3 separate regions of the Sus scrofa genome follow, and regions 1 and 3 are each linked to region 2. The links are chromatin contacts, called in public HiChIP or PLAC-seq maps. All regions are on one chromosome and are shown on one strand. The core of a region is the stretch at or near the end of the contact, and the rest is flanking DNA. Distances in the headings are between cores, read along the strand shown.

Evidence for each region. HiChIP or PLAC-seq counts read pairs in DNA pulled down with a chosen protein or histone mark.
Region 1: an H3K27ac HiChIP or PLAC-seq map of alveolar macrophages shows a contact between it and region 2. The contact joins two enhancer-like sites. A contact is called at or near these places in 3 of 47 Hi-C or Micro-C datasets (embryonic fibroblasts, liver and subcutaneous adipose tissue) and 1 of 2 datasets of contacts at active chromatin or transcription factors (alveolar macrophages).
Region 3: a contact with region 2 is called in an H3K27ac HiChIP or PLAC-seq map of alveolar macrophages. The contact joins two enhancer-like sites. A contact is called at or near these places in 1 of 5 promoter capture datasets (liver), 7 of 47 Hi-C or Micro-C datasets (alveolar macrophages, embryonic fibroblasts, fibroblasts and 3 more) and 2 of 2 datasets of contacts at active chromatin or transcription factors (alveolar macrophages and skeletal muscle).

What each region holds. Positions count from the first base shown.
Region 1 is chr13:96,954,468-96,958,825 of Sscrofa11.1, reverse strand. No RefSeq gene overlaps it. Among named protein-coding and RNA genes, the nearest start is that of CCNL1, 48 kb to the left of the region's middle. Within about 2 kb of position 2,720, at least 12 of the 83 cell types and tissues checked have an H3K27ac peak or open chromatin away from gene starts, as enhancers often do. A contact at or near this core is called in alveolar macrophages, where this site is marked.
Region 2 is chr13:96,366,057-96,370,850 of Sscrofa11.1, reverse strand. All of the region lies in intron 14 of KCNAB1 (potassium voltage-gated channel, shaker-related subfamily, beta member 1), which reads right to left. It also overlaps a transcript of SSR3 not described here. Among named protein-coding and RNA genes, the nearest start is that of SSR3, 22 kb to the left of the region's middle. Within about 2 kb of position 1,835, at least 15 of the 83 cell types and tissues checked have an H3K27ac peak or open chromatin away from gene starts, as enhancers often do. A contact at or near this core is called in alveolar macrophages and skeletal muscle, where this site is marked.
Region 3 is chr13:96,970,882-96,975,854 of Sscrofa11.1, reverse strand. No RefSeq gene overlaps it. Among named protein-coding and RNA genes, the nearest start is that of CCNL1, 31 kb to the left of the region's middle. Within about 2 kb of position 2,609, at least 19 of the 83 cell types and tissues checked have an H3K27ac peak or open chromatin away from gene starts, as enhancers often do. A contact at or near this core is called in alveolar macrophages and skeletal muscle, where this site is marked.

The DNA of each region.
Region 1 (4,358 bases), core at 1,471-3,970, 590 kb before region 2:
CACTATAATAAATAATACTGCAATGAACATCTTCACAAAGCTCTTTCTGCTTTGTATTTACTTCCTTAGAATAGATTACCATGGGGGGAATTCTGGGTCAAAGGCTATGAACATTCAAAAGACTTTGATGAAATGCTATACAGGACTAGCATGAAAATAGTTTGGAGCAAGAAGAATTTCAATAAATAACTATGACTGAAACCTGAAAAGAAGGCAGAGAGAAGGAAGGCATGGGGAATCTTTTTAGAGCTTTAGTGTCTTGTTCTGAATAACATAAATAAATTGATAACATTTCAAAAATACATGAAATAATCATAGCTTTACTCATAGACTACACTTAGGTAGGACATAGGGAGACTATCTGGCTGGGTGGGTGGCAACTGCTTACTGCAAGTAAATTGGGGCTTATCAAGGAAAAATGGGCCCTACACAACTGTCACCACAATTCTGGTGACTACAGAAGTGGAAGTGATCTTAGAGCTGTCCATCTAAACTCTTCCTTTTACAGTTGAAGAAACGAATCTCAGCACACTTAGCACAGTGATTTTTAACCCGAGTTCCATATTATAGTGACCTAGTATTTTTTCAAAATCCATCTTCTACCCCTAAATGTTCTGATGTCATTGGTTGTTGGTGGTACCCAGGCATCTGTATTATATAACAGTTCCTTAGATGATACTAATACGACCTCGGATTGAGATGCTATGGTATAGCAGGCAAAGTTTGGGCTTCTCAGCGAGGCACTAACATCTGGGACATATCCCAGATTAGCCATTTATTAGCTGTGTCATTTTGAGTAGATCAGTGACTTTCTCTTCCTTGGAGTCCTCATTTGTAAATCGTAAAACCATCATAAAGATTAAACGAAACAACATATGTAAAGTTTATTTCAAGGTTCCTGGCATTAAAAATATTGGGTCCTTGGGAGTTCCTGTTGTGGCGCAGGGGTAATGAACCCTAGTATCCATGAAGATGTGGGTTCAATCCCAGGCCTCACTTGGTGGGTTAAGGATCCAGCATTGCTGTGAGCTGTGGGGTAGGTAACAGATGAAGCTCGGATCTGGTATTGCTGTGGCTGTGATGTAGACTGGTGGTTGCAGCTCTGATTTGACCCCTAGCCTGGAAACTTCCATATGCCATGGGTGCAGTCCTAAAAAACAGAAAAAATTGGGTCCTTTAATATGTACTTAAGATCTCATAGCTAGTTAATGGCAAAACTTCAAGGTCAGTCAGAACAATGCAGTGTAACCAGTAGGCACCCGATGAATGCTTGTTGCTATTCCTTTGATGGATTAATCTTTGAACATGAATATGCATGTTACTGAGAAGTTCAAAATCCATGTCGAGTTGATATTAGAACAATAAGGGCTTACCTCTTAGAGATTAATCTCACTTGGCATTAATTTGGATCTAATTTCTTAGATCTTCAGCTAAAAAAGGAAACATTTTGGAGTTCCCGTTGTGGCTCAACAGGTTACCAACCCGACTAGTATCCATGAGGATGCAGTTCAATCCCTGGCCTCACTCAATGGGCTAAGGATCTGACGTTTCTGTGAGCTGTGGTGTAGATTGCAGATGTGTCTCTGATCCCAAGTTGCTCTGGCTGTGGCAGAGGCTGGCAGCTGCAGCTCCAATTTGAACCCTATGCTGCAGCTATGGCCCTAAAAAATAAAAAAGCAAAAAAAAAAAAAAAAACCAAAATTAAAAAAGGAGACATTTTATTCTGATAAAACAATTATGACTGAACTCCTGCTAGAAAAAAATATACTTTTATAATTACATAAATATGAGAATGTTTGTGTAACTTGTGTAATAAGCCAAGGATGTATCAATTAAAATGTCCTTTAAAAAATTAACATGAAAATTTTAAGTAAGTGCCTTCAAGCAATGAGCCAACCAATACTATTTCGCTTCTCACTGACTTTAGCCTAAAGGTCTTCGGCACAATACTTTGTCTCCATCCTATAATAGATGATTGACAGATAGGGCTGAATCCTAGTTTCAAAAGACCTAGGATTGAGGCCTGTCTCTGCGATTCTCTGTGTGTACACCTTGGATGATCCTTTTTCTTTGCCTTTTGCCTTCTTGTGAGTAAAATGAGGGTCTTCATGGTATGATCTGGCTTTAGCACAAAGTGAGTCTGGAACTGCAGTACCCACCCAGTAGGACATAGTTACTAAATATTTATCATGTACCTGCTGTGTGCCCAGCACTATGGTGGGCGGCTCTAAGGGAATTACAAAGCCCTGGCCCTTATGGAGAGTGACTTGGAATCTAGCTAGAAGAGAAAAATCCGACATAAGAAACAACTAGGGACCAATTTCCACCTAAGAGCCGTGAGAAGTCCAGCCAAGGGACTCATGCAAGAAATAATGGGAAACATTTAGTAAATGACAATCATGGAGAAATGGAAGGGCTGTGAAATTCAGTTTCTGCCTCTTAGCACTTTATTTCTCTTCAGTCTCCGACACAAAGTCCTGGGTGGTAATAACCTGAAGAAAACTGTTTCATGCTAGATGGAGCCACACATTTCCCAACTACAACCTCCAGCCCTTGGTCCATGTTCCATATTCCATTCCTTTGCCCAGTTGCCAGCGAACTTTGCAAGCCCCAGGCTTGGCCCCGCTCCTGTTTAGACCTTGTGTGCCTCGTACAGCTCTCGACAGAGCCCATACTGTGTAGAGGATGCACAAAGGGGAACAGTATGCAAATGGCGAGAAGGGAAGTGTGGCGGCAGGAATGTCTGAGCTGTGCCATCTCGAAGATGGCGCCTGGGAGGGCACATCCCGAGCTGTGAGTCACAACCCTTGGCAGGGAGAGCCACTGATGAGCCCGGTGAGCATTTCTGTCTGACCCCATTCTAATCAACTCCCGGAGGTTTTCAATTACCCATTTGTAACATTCTCTTCCAGCAGCCGGAGGGGAAAAAACAACTGTGGCTGCTCATCTATAGAACCTCAAAAGTAAAGCTGTCTGGATTACGAAGAGGAAGTTTGAGAGACTCACAATGGAAGAGTTTAAACAAGAACTGCCTGTGAGAGAGTTGATTCAGACACTCTTGGGGCATTGGAAATGATTTCCTTAACAACAGAAGAAAGGAAAGTTGACTGGGGGCATGAGTGTTTCATTCATTTTTCGGCTAAAGAAAGAAAAGTGTCTGCTCTAGTTCTGGGTTTTAGCCTTTAGCCCAGCCACGGACTTCCCGTGAGTTCTTGTACAAATCGGTTCATCTCCCTGGGTCTCAGTTTATCCATCTGTAAAATGGCTGGTTGATCCAGGTAAATTGTAAGGTCCTTCCTGACTGGAATGTCCTGATTCTGGGCAAGCCATCTTGAAGTTTTCTAAATTACGCATTGCTTCACCCAGGGAGCTCTAGCTTGTGCAACAGATGAAGAAAGCACACTCGGAGACTTTCTAAGTGGGGCTGGGGCACCTCCACACCACTGTGCTTTGCTGTGCTGTGCCGTGTAGGGATGATGGGTCTCTGCCCCAGCAAAGAGAGAGCTATTTTGAGGCAGGGCTGATTAGATATAAGGTGTCTCCTTTCTCCACAGGGCTCTGGGCCTGACTCACCCAAAGTTCTTGGGTTTAGAGCTTAACCCTTAATGGAAGATGGAAGTTAACCCCTCTGCTTGCTTAGGAAGTTCGCGCCCGGTACCTGGCTTCCAGAGCTCCTGCTTTATCAGTGGCTGTTAAAACATTCTTTGACCTCTCCTTGCTTAGAGCGCTTTGAAGAGCAGCACTTGCTTGTCTCCTTGACATCTCTTGTTTGTTCTTTCCTGTTACTCCCAGAGTCTTCTGGGTTTTATAAAGGAGGACATCTCAGTAATCTTCTTAACAGCAAAGAAATCTGGCCACCCCTGCTACATGGGGGGATGGAAGTGTCACAAGATTCTTAAAAGCAGCACCGGGCAAAGCTGCGAAATAGTTTTGCAAGGAAAAGCCCGGAACATGAATGACACAAAAGACCACTAGAGTTATGCTCCTTTTAGTGCCAAAAAGATAAAACTATAAGGCATGATTTTCCTAATATTTTAACTTAAAACCTTGTTTAAATCAAAGTATGCTTTTAAAAAGATATAATGTTGCAAAATGCTTGAGTTCCCCCCCAATTTATTTCTACTCTTGGTGTGTGATCTTTGATTGATTTGTTTATTTTTTGGCTTTGGAATGTCGAAAGCGCCCTTGTGACACTTGACATGGCAGGACTGTGAGACTGTGGGTTGGGCTGTGCTTGATTTTATTCAGTTGCTTGGTTCCTAACAAGCTGGATGCAGATCAAATTGTTACAAACTGCCTCATATTTTAAAGACACTTGAGAGAGTTCACCTCTTTATAAAAAATGTGTACCAAGTTCT
Region 2 (4,794 bases), core at 586-3,085:
GATGTGGTTAGTACTTGATACTTGCTTTTTGTGCTCAATATTAAGCAAAGTCGTCTAGATTTGTATACATTTATAAGCCACCACTAGAATGCTAGTTCCCCAGCAGCCTGAAAGCTCCTTGAGGTCAGGGGCCTTGTTTTGTTCACACAGCATCTCCAGAGCCTGAAAGAGTGGCTCATAGTAGGTGCTCATAGCTACTGGTTGACAGTAAATGAAGACAGAAATATAGAATAACTAGAGCAATAGGAAAAATGAGAGCCATATGTGTAATTTTAGATTTTCTAGCGGCCACAGTAATAAAAGGGGAAAGAAGCAGGTGAAATTAATACATGTTTTACTCTACTGTATCAGAACATCATTTCAGCATGTAGTCAGTATAGAATATTAAGATGCTTTAGGAGTTACCGTCGTGGCGCAGTGGTTAACGAATCTGACTAGGCACCAGGAGGTTGTGGGTTTGGTCCCTGCCCTTGCTCAGTGGGTTGGCGTTGCCGTGAGCTGTGGTGTAGGTTGCAAACATGGCTCGGATCCCACGTTGCTGTGGCTCTGGTGTAGGCCGGTGGCTACAGCTCCAATTGGACCCCTAGCCTGGGAACCTCCATATGCCGCGGGAGCAGCCCAAGAAATTGCAAAAGACAAAAAAAAAAAAAAAAAAAAAAAAAGATGCTTTACATGTTTTAAAGTACTAAGTCTTTCAAATCAGGTGTACATTTGACACTAAGAGCACATCTCCATTTGGATTGGCTGCCTTATGTGCACTTAATAGCCACCTGTGAACAGCAGGGGTCCAAAGATAAGGAGAGAATCAGTTAGAATCCTTGTGAGGGATTAACAGGAATACCAGGTAGAGAGAATAGCGTGAAAAAGTGGAGTCTGTGAAATGGAGTGATAGAAGTGTAGAGTGAATGAATGAAGTGTGGGGATGGTGGGAATATGGAAAAAAGAAATTCCGGTAAAGAGTGGAAGGCCTCGAATTCCATTTTTTGGAGTTGGGGCTTAATGCTGTAGGCAGTGGGAATTTCAGAGGACTTCTCAGCTGTGAGTGACCCCATTAGACACCTAGAGGTATTTTGAAGGATGAGTTGGAAGGAGATTGAAAGGGGACACAGATGTTAGAAATTAATTGCAGTCCCAGCCAGAGACAATAAGCATTACCTAGACAGTTAGCAGTGGAGTAGAAAAGGAGAGTGACTTGGAGAGACATTTTGGAGGCTGATGGCAACTTAAAGACTGGGTGACTAGGAAGATACTGATACAGGATCCACAGAAGTCTGGAGCACAAGAAGTTTGGAGTAGGATGTGTTGAAGTGAAGGTGCCTATGGGATCTCACGTAGAAGTGACTGGTAGGAGTTCCCATCGTGGCTCAGGGGTAATGAACCTGACTAGTATCCGTGAGGACTCAGGTTTGACCTCTGGCCTTGTTCAGTGGGTTAAAGATCTGGTGTTGCCTCAAGCTGTGATGTAGGTCGAAGACGTGGCTCAGATATAGCATTGCTGTGGCTGTGGCGTAGGCCCACAGCTATGGCTCCAATTCGACCCCTAGCCAGGGAACTTACAAGTGTGGCCCTAAAAAGACAAAAAAAAAAAAAAGAAGTGACTCGTAGGCAGCCAGAAGGGCAGCTGTGGACCTTAGTGGTAGCAAAGGACTGGAGTTGAGAGTTTAGGAGTTATCTGCACCGTCATGCTAATTGAAGCCCTAGGAAAGGGTGAGATCATCTAGGGCTAGCTAGTATTTATTGCAAGAAATAGGCCAAGGGCATGTGTTACACTAGGACAAGGAACAAAGGCAGACTTTCTTTCAGGAATAGTCTGACCCTCTGTGGAGACCGTGGTGAAATACATTCCTGATGACTGATGCTGAGGTTTGAGCCTCACCCTTCCTCTGCCTGCAGTCATGTTGGCCAGAGTGACCTTGTCTCCACTCAGTGCTCTCCTCAGAAGCCTTAGAGTTTGGTGGAATAGTGTAGGACTTCCTCACTGGTTCTGGTAACGCTTTCCTCTCCTAGAAGAGAGTTTGGTTTCCCACCAGCTCTGGAGCATCAGAGATCTAAACTACTGTGCTAAAGTGAGACTGCAGCAATGAGACCCAAATCTAGAAACTGGATTTGTTGGAAATTTTGGGTCTAAAATATAGTGGGTTAGCCATGTGAGGAAAAAACATTCTTCATTCATTACACCAATAAGAAAAGAGATCTAAACATTAGAAAAATGAAACCATAAAGTACTTGAATAAAACATGAAATATATACATGTATATATAGTGTTGCAAGACTTAAATATTCAAGAAAAGCCATAACATCCAGAATTTTATGTGAAGTTGCTGCCCATTTTTTTTTAAATGTTGGCAACTGTTTGAAAACATTTTCATCTACTAGAGATCACACAAACATCCCACGAGCTAGCAGTTTTGCAACCAAGGTGTTACCCTGAGTGCAATAATTGGGGAGTGAGGGAGGTCTGGCAAGTGTCACGGGCTGGCAGGTGTCAGGGAAGTCCTTCCAGGACTGAGTCACTTTGAGCTGGGCCTTGGGGATGGACCAGGATTTTTCCAGGCTAGGGTGGTGGACACTCCGCAGGGGGAGGACCACTATTCTGGGGATTAGGATCCCAGAGGAGGTGAGGGAGGGGTGATGAGCCCTGGATGGGAAGGGCCTGAGTGCTGAGGAGTCGGACTTCCCTGAGTAGCTGGTGGGGAACCTCACAAGGGCTTTGAGGCTGGAGGTTGGGGACCTGAGCTGCTGACGGGACTGCCTGCAGCTGTGGCTTCTTTCCTGTTTCTCCTGTCTGCTGATGCTTAGCAAAACCTCTCCAGTTTATGCTCACCTTAGGTACATTCAAAGAAGCAGCTGCCTGCCTTTGCCCATTAGAAATTTCCTTATAACTGCTGGCACTGCATGCTTTCTATCTGCTGGGAGTCCCCAGCGGCCCCAATCTAGTAGCCTCACTATATCAAGGGGCCCAGTCACAGCTGACTGAGGGCAGAACCTTTGGTGCTGGGCTGGCCAGAGGTGGGAGTAGAAAGGGAGAGGATATGGTAAGCTGTCCTGGTAGCAGCTTCTTGCTAAGACAACATCCTTTTCTCTTGTGCATTGAGCATGGAAGCCCGAGCATAGAAGCCCGTCCTGCTACCAGCCAGAGCCCTGCTGGGAGGAAATGCTCTGGGGAGATGACTGACTCATTTTTCCACTGAAATGTATCTTTAGCTACCTACAGTACTCCCACAGTCCAGGAGCTGCCTCTCTCTCTCTCTTTTTTCAACCATTCCAGCAATATTAGCTCCCCCTTTGGATGTCAGTGATCACTCTATTAGCATGACAGGAATCCTCAGCTCATCCCTCTTCTTGCCAAGGCATCCAAAAGTCCAGTCTCTCTTTCCAAAGCCTACAGAATCCTACTTTACCTACAAAGCCACCATCCTTGCTAGTCCAGCCAACACCTGTTACCTGGACAATCCATCCTTGCCTTTTCATTCTGCTTTTCACACAGCAGTGAGAGCAATCTTTAAAAATTAAAATAACAGCATGTCCCTCCTCTTAAAACCCTCCAAAGAATTTGCTACATGTAGAACAAAACTCATGACTCCTCTGGAGTCCTGTGTGATCTGTCCCCTGCCTGTGCCCTTCGCCTCTTTTGCTCACTGCATGTTGGCCACATTAGCCTCAGGCTGGTGCTTCCTAGAACAAGCCAAGTGCCTCCCCACCTCAGGGCCTTTGTACTCCTCTTCCCTGCGTCTGCTCTTTCCAGCGGTTTTCACATGCTGTGTCCTCCACTTCAGGTTTCAGAACACACATATCCCAGAAGGGCCTTGGGCAAGGATATTACCTAAAAGCAGGCTCACTCATTTCCCAGTTAGGCTGTATTGCAACACTATATTTACTTAATAGACCTTCTCACTTGAAGTGATTTTATATGTTTATATATTATGTGCCTCTCCTACTGTAATGTAAGCTCCTTGAAGGTTGGTATCTTTCTGGTTCCCTGTGCTGTCCCAGGTGTTGGGTAGAGTAAGCTCTCAAAGATCTGCTGAATGAACTAGGAGACAGATTGCTTAATTCAGTCTTCCTCAGGCAGTCCCTGAGCTGTTGAGAGCAGTGTCCTGTGCTTATCTCAGAATTCTCTGTGCCTAGTGTGGTGCCAGATATAGAATAAGTACTCAATACATAGAATTGGGATTGAAATCACTGGATTACATTTCAGCTCTTTTGTTTATAGACAGTTTCCCTATTTCCTCCTCATTGTGTGGTTTTTAATCTGTTCCCAGAGCATAAGTGAAAATAAGAGAAGGTGGGGGCAGCTTTCATAAGAGGGAGCATTCCCCAGGCAGGGAACCCCACAGTCCAGGAGGAGTTGGGGGGTTGGAGGGGTTCCAGGAGCACAGAGGTAGTGATGCTTACCCTGCTGCATAGACCTAAGAAAAGTGATGGAGGGGGAGGAGGTCTGCACCATTTATCTCCCAGCATATCCTGGGCTGTTCTTCAAAAAGGATTTTTAAATGTTTTAAGTTTAATCAAATTTATCTCCACCTCCATCTACTTCCTTCTGGGAGAGGTAACAGACTAAGTGCTCATCTTGGGGACAGATGGTTGGGTGAGAAGCTGTGAGACAGTTCTGTTACCTAAAGAGCAAGAGGAAAACATGCCACCTTACCTGTTTGGATGGGTAATAGCTATGGTAAGAGACATGGGTGTGCTCATTCCTGGGGCTCCTTGCTGGGCTGAGAGTGCAGCAGGAAGACTTAGGACTGAGGTGTGGCCTTTGGGGGCAGGGGCTGGTCACCACAGCCACCAGTCCTC
Region 3 (4,973 bases), core at 1,360-3,859, 600 kb before region 2:
CTTTAGAGGGGATAAAGTGACCTTTGAAGGTCAAGATAACTATACTGCCAGTTCTTAGTGCTTTCTGGCTGCAATTTCCAGAACAGCTGTCCAGGACAACCTCTCTCCCTCGTGGTTAGTTCCCATCCTCTGACAATCTGTTCTTTCCAGGCAGGAGCCTTTCAGTTTGCAGTACAAGGTAGTAATAAGTACTATCGCCTCTAGAGGTCACTATTTGACTGGACGGGATAGAAGATCTCACTCTCTCACCTGCTGACCTGCAAGCCTTACTCAGAACACAATAAGGACTTTTTCCAAAGGAGCAATAGTATCTTTAGACTCGTCCAGTTTAGCCTCACTTGGGCCCTTAGTAGGGCCTGAACACTTGATAACAATTCTAAGGGTATAGGCCTTTGCTAAGTTCTGCTGGCAGATGAATAAAGACAGCAACCTCAATTTATAGAAGCACTATGTTCCATGTGCCATTCTGTTTAAATAAATTAACTTGCTTCGCATTTTTCAGTAACCCTATGGTGGTGGGGGGAGACACTTCAAACCCAAACAAGTTTGTCCACATAATCAACCTACATGGCTTTGCTAGAGTCCTATTTTAATCAAATCTTTCCCTACCAAGCCTGGAATCACTGGCCTCTTTATAAGGTGCCCAGATAATAAGATTTGAAATCCTTGGATCTTTTGGAGCTTGGCAGTGAATGCTGCTTACCTGCTGTGCCCCTGGGAACTTGTCCAGCAATCATGCTGATGCCCACACCTCAGCCCAGCTGGCCAGTCCTGGGATTGCTCCCAGTAACCCTCTGACTCCACCACCACCACCCTGTTCGTTGTCATGCCCAGAGAACTGGAGGCCCCCAGCTCTATCCCACTTGGCCCTTGCTTCCTAGAAGCAGTAGCAGCTTGCTTTGGAAGCTGCTTCAAGTTAAGCCCAAAGAAAGGTACCTGATAATGTCTGTGATGTTTCCTCCTTGGCTCTGGGTAGCGGAAGAGGCATGGGTTCTTGATTTAGACTGACCTGCATTCGAAGTCTCTTGGTCCTGCTTGGTGCTGTGTGGCCTTGGGTAGAATTGCCTAGCTCTTCTGAGCCTGAGTTTCTTCATCTGTGGGTAGGCACTGATAACATTTCCCTGGCATGACTGTTGTGAGAATTAATGATAAACATAAAGGACATTGGTATAGCGTAGGAGGTATTTGATAGATCTGATTATCATCACTTCCTTAAAGGCACAGCACAATCTCACCAATCAGATAAGCTGACCCTTGTGTCATGGCTCAGAGGATCTCTCCTTTTCCCCCACACACTGGTGCTGCTTACTGCCTATGTTATTCCTTGAGCAATGACAACACTGGCAAGTGTCATCTCTTGTGTCCAGCCTAATTCTTCAACAACTCCAATCAGAGCTGGGACTGTCCTTTATACACACTCTAGATGCCTAGTCTTAACCAGGGACCCAAAACAGTCAGTACTAAGAACTTTTTTTTTTTTTTTTTGCTTTTCAGGGCTGCGCCCGCGGCATGTGGAGTTTCCCAGGCTAGGGGTTGAATCAGAGCTGTAGCCGCTGGCCTACGCCACAGCAATGCCAGATCCAGATCTGCATCCTATACCACAGCTCACGGCAATGCTGGATCCTTAACCCCTGAGCGAGGCCAGGGATCGAACCCACAACCTCATGGTTCCTAGTTGGATTCCTTTCCACTGTGCCATGATGGAAATGCCTAGAACATAACTGTTGATGACAAACTAACTGAAGTCCATTCCCAAGTATTTATGGAGTATTTACCAAATGTCAGGTGAGGGTCCAGGGCTCTGGGAACAGGGAGGTGATTTAAACCCAGCCCCATACTGAGGGATCTCCTTCAAAGGCCCGGAAGAGTTTGTGCACCTTTCTAAGTTAAGCATCCAATTCCTAGGGAAGGACTTTGAGTCTGGTGCACTGTGTCTCGAATGGGAGGCAAAAGCCAAGTCCACAGCCCAGAGCCTTTCACCCTGGAGAGTACATAGCATGGCCTTGAGTGCCCAGGGACCCTGAGGCCACTCGGACCTCCCAAGCTGTTCCAACCACCAGCACCTGAAGACTGGCCAGCAAGCAGCCCTTGCTCTCATGGGGGTAGGAGACTGTGAGCGCAGAGATGACCATGCTCTGACCACGAGGGGGCAGTGTTGGACCGCGGATGGCAGAGAACTCAGCACGAGATAGATTCCCTGGTGACTCACTCCAGCAATGCGGTATCTGCATGATTTGTTTTTGGGTGGAGTGGAAAAGGAGAGAATGGGTCGGAAAAAATGAAAGCATCCCTTCAATTTGCAAACTGCCACAGTCATGAGTTCAACCAATGTTCAACCGCCTCAAGTATTTTTAGTGCAAAGAAATGAGGTGATGAGAGTTTCAGAAAACAAGCACTGTCGAAAACCCCAAATGATAATTGACGAAACACTATGCATTAGCAAAAGTTTACTCTTTCTCTTGCAAAAACAAACTGACATTCCCCCCACCCAGGAACAGGAAAGCTTTCAGAAGTTAAAAGAAATATACAGTTGACTAAGCACCCCCACACACACCCTGCCCCCAAGAGAATAAAGAACCTCCCCTCTTATCTGGGTTCAGAACTGGACAGCAACCCCAGTGTGGGCACTTCATAAATATTCAATGATGAAGATGTGGAGAGTGCAAAGGAACCATTTTGTCATTTTAAGAACCCTTCTGAAATGCCGGTGATGGAATCAGGATCTGAACTATCCTTTGCAAATCTTGAACATTTCAGAAAAGCCCAATTCAGCTGGTCATGAGGGATGAAACCAAACAGGGACTGGATTAAAGTCTCCAGGAGTTTGGGGTTGTGACTGTCCTTACAAAGAGCAGAGCAAACTGAAGCAGTGGGTGGGATTTTTTTAAACCACCACTCCCCAAACCTCCAAGCCACTGGGATTCAGTGAGTCCCCTTTGTGGAAAAGTTCTGCCTTGCTCCCCTGTACCCTGGCTGCGCAGGCTATGCCTGTGAACACACAGTTAACGTCGGAGCAGGGTGCGGCAGTCCCTGGGCCATCTTCCACCATCCCCAGCCTGCTGTGTCAACTGAGCTGAGGGACATTCGGAGAGAACGTGGTGAAACCAACACATTGGTATGTTGCCCTGTCAAGGTCTGCTTGTTTTGGCCCCGGTACACATGGCCTTGGCCCGTGTCATCTTGATAAACAGAGATGAATGCACCTCAGTAACCATCGCCCAGACTGCTTGGGTCGGTGAGGCTGTATTCTGGTGGAATTGTGCCCGCGGGGCTTGGAGATCTTCCACAGAGAGCTGGCTCTCTCTGCCCCCACAGAGACCCCTTTCTGGTGCTAAGAAACGCTCTCCGTTTGCCAGTGGTTGACTCAAGCCAGAGCAGGGCGGGGGCAGCCACTGCTTGGGTGTGGGCCTGGCTAACTTAGAATACAGAACAGCCCTATTTCCTCTCACCAGGCCCCCCAAGCTCCACCCACCACACACATGGCCACCCCTAGGAGCAACCTCTAATCCTCCAGGCACTAGAGCTGGGGTGGCAGGGGGGGGGGGTCGCTCCTCCTCCCTGATGGCTTCCCCGTTGCTTGGGCTCCTGGGAAGCTCTGCGGCCGACACCATGATGTAAAGGACAGTAGGCGTCAAAGCCCCCCCTCACAGTCCCTCACAAACTTGCAGCCAGTGGAGTGGTGGTCAGGCCCCAGGAAAACCATGGCATTTGCCACAGCCTTAGCCTGTGTGTGTGCATGTGCACACACACTTCTATTTCTAGCGCTCCCCTTTCCTCACTCCTGCCATGCACCTTGGCAAAACCTGTCCTGTCATTCATCTCTCAGAGACCGACCAAGCACCCACATGCGCAAGACAAACCTTTGCAGAGAGAGGCAGACGGTGGCTCCCTCCTCCCAAATCCAAGAGCCCAGGGAAGGAAAATAGTATTAACTGAGTTCGTGTTTCGTGTCAGAAACTTTAGATGTAGGACTTCTCTCAGTCTGGCCTCTCACCTGAGAGTAAGGCCTCGTTATTGCCATAAGAAGCAAGAGCAGGGACGCTGCCACCTGACTGCCTGAGTTCCAAGTCCAGCTTTGCTCCTGTGACCGTGGCTAGGTGACCTCACCCACATGCCTGCTTCATGGGGAAAATGGGACTCAGGCTATTGTGAGCTCGGAATGACAACGTACATAAAAAGTGCCTAGAGCAGCAGTGTCATGTCATCACATTCTATTAGCTTTATACGTTAAAGAAGAGGAGACAGAGGCCACAGATCGGGTGTTAAAGTGTGGTTCCTGGTGGGCTCCATGCTAATGCTCTCCCCAGTGTTCTTTTAAACATTGTGACGTGTCATTCCCCACCCCTCCCTCACCCCCAGGGATGGTTACAGTGGGCCTTGAAAGTGAGTTTTGGACTAGTGTATGGGAGAGAGTTTGGAGGACCAGAGCCATCTGAGTCTTGTTTGGGCCCTGAAATTGTATCCCTTGAGCTGGGTGCTGCCCGCTGTCGGCGGTGGGCTCTTTCCCCACCTGGGGGCAGGAAGGCCTTGCTGTTATGGGGATGGCTGGCGGCTGGCTCCCACCCCTCCTCTACTCAGAGGCTGGCAGAGACTGCAGGATTCTGACTCGAACCTCCTCACCCCCATCCCCATGCTAAAACCTGAGTTTTCCCTGAAAATATGGCAGAAGTTGAAATTTACACCCAAGCCCACCTGGCTCCAAAGCCCATTCACTCCATTCTTATCTTGGTCAGCTGCTAGACATCTGTGGCAGATAGACAGATGAGTCCACAGGGACTGACACAGTCAGGACTTGACCTTCGTGTGCCCGTGGAGGAAGGGAATGGGAGACTGGGACAAAGGCCAGTGCCTGGGCAGGCACCTGTACGCATAACCTCCGATCACTCAACTTAGAAATCCGACTGATGGGGAGATCATCCGCTCTTACCTAGAGTGCTACAAGGGACTCCCCTCAGTCTCAAGGAGAGACGTAT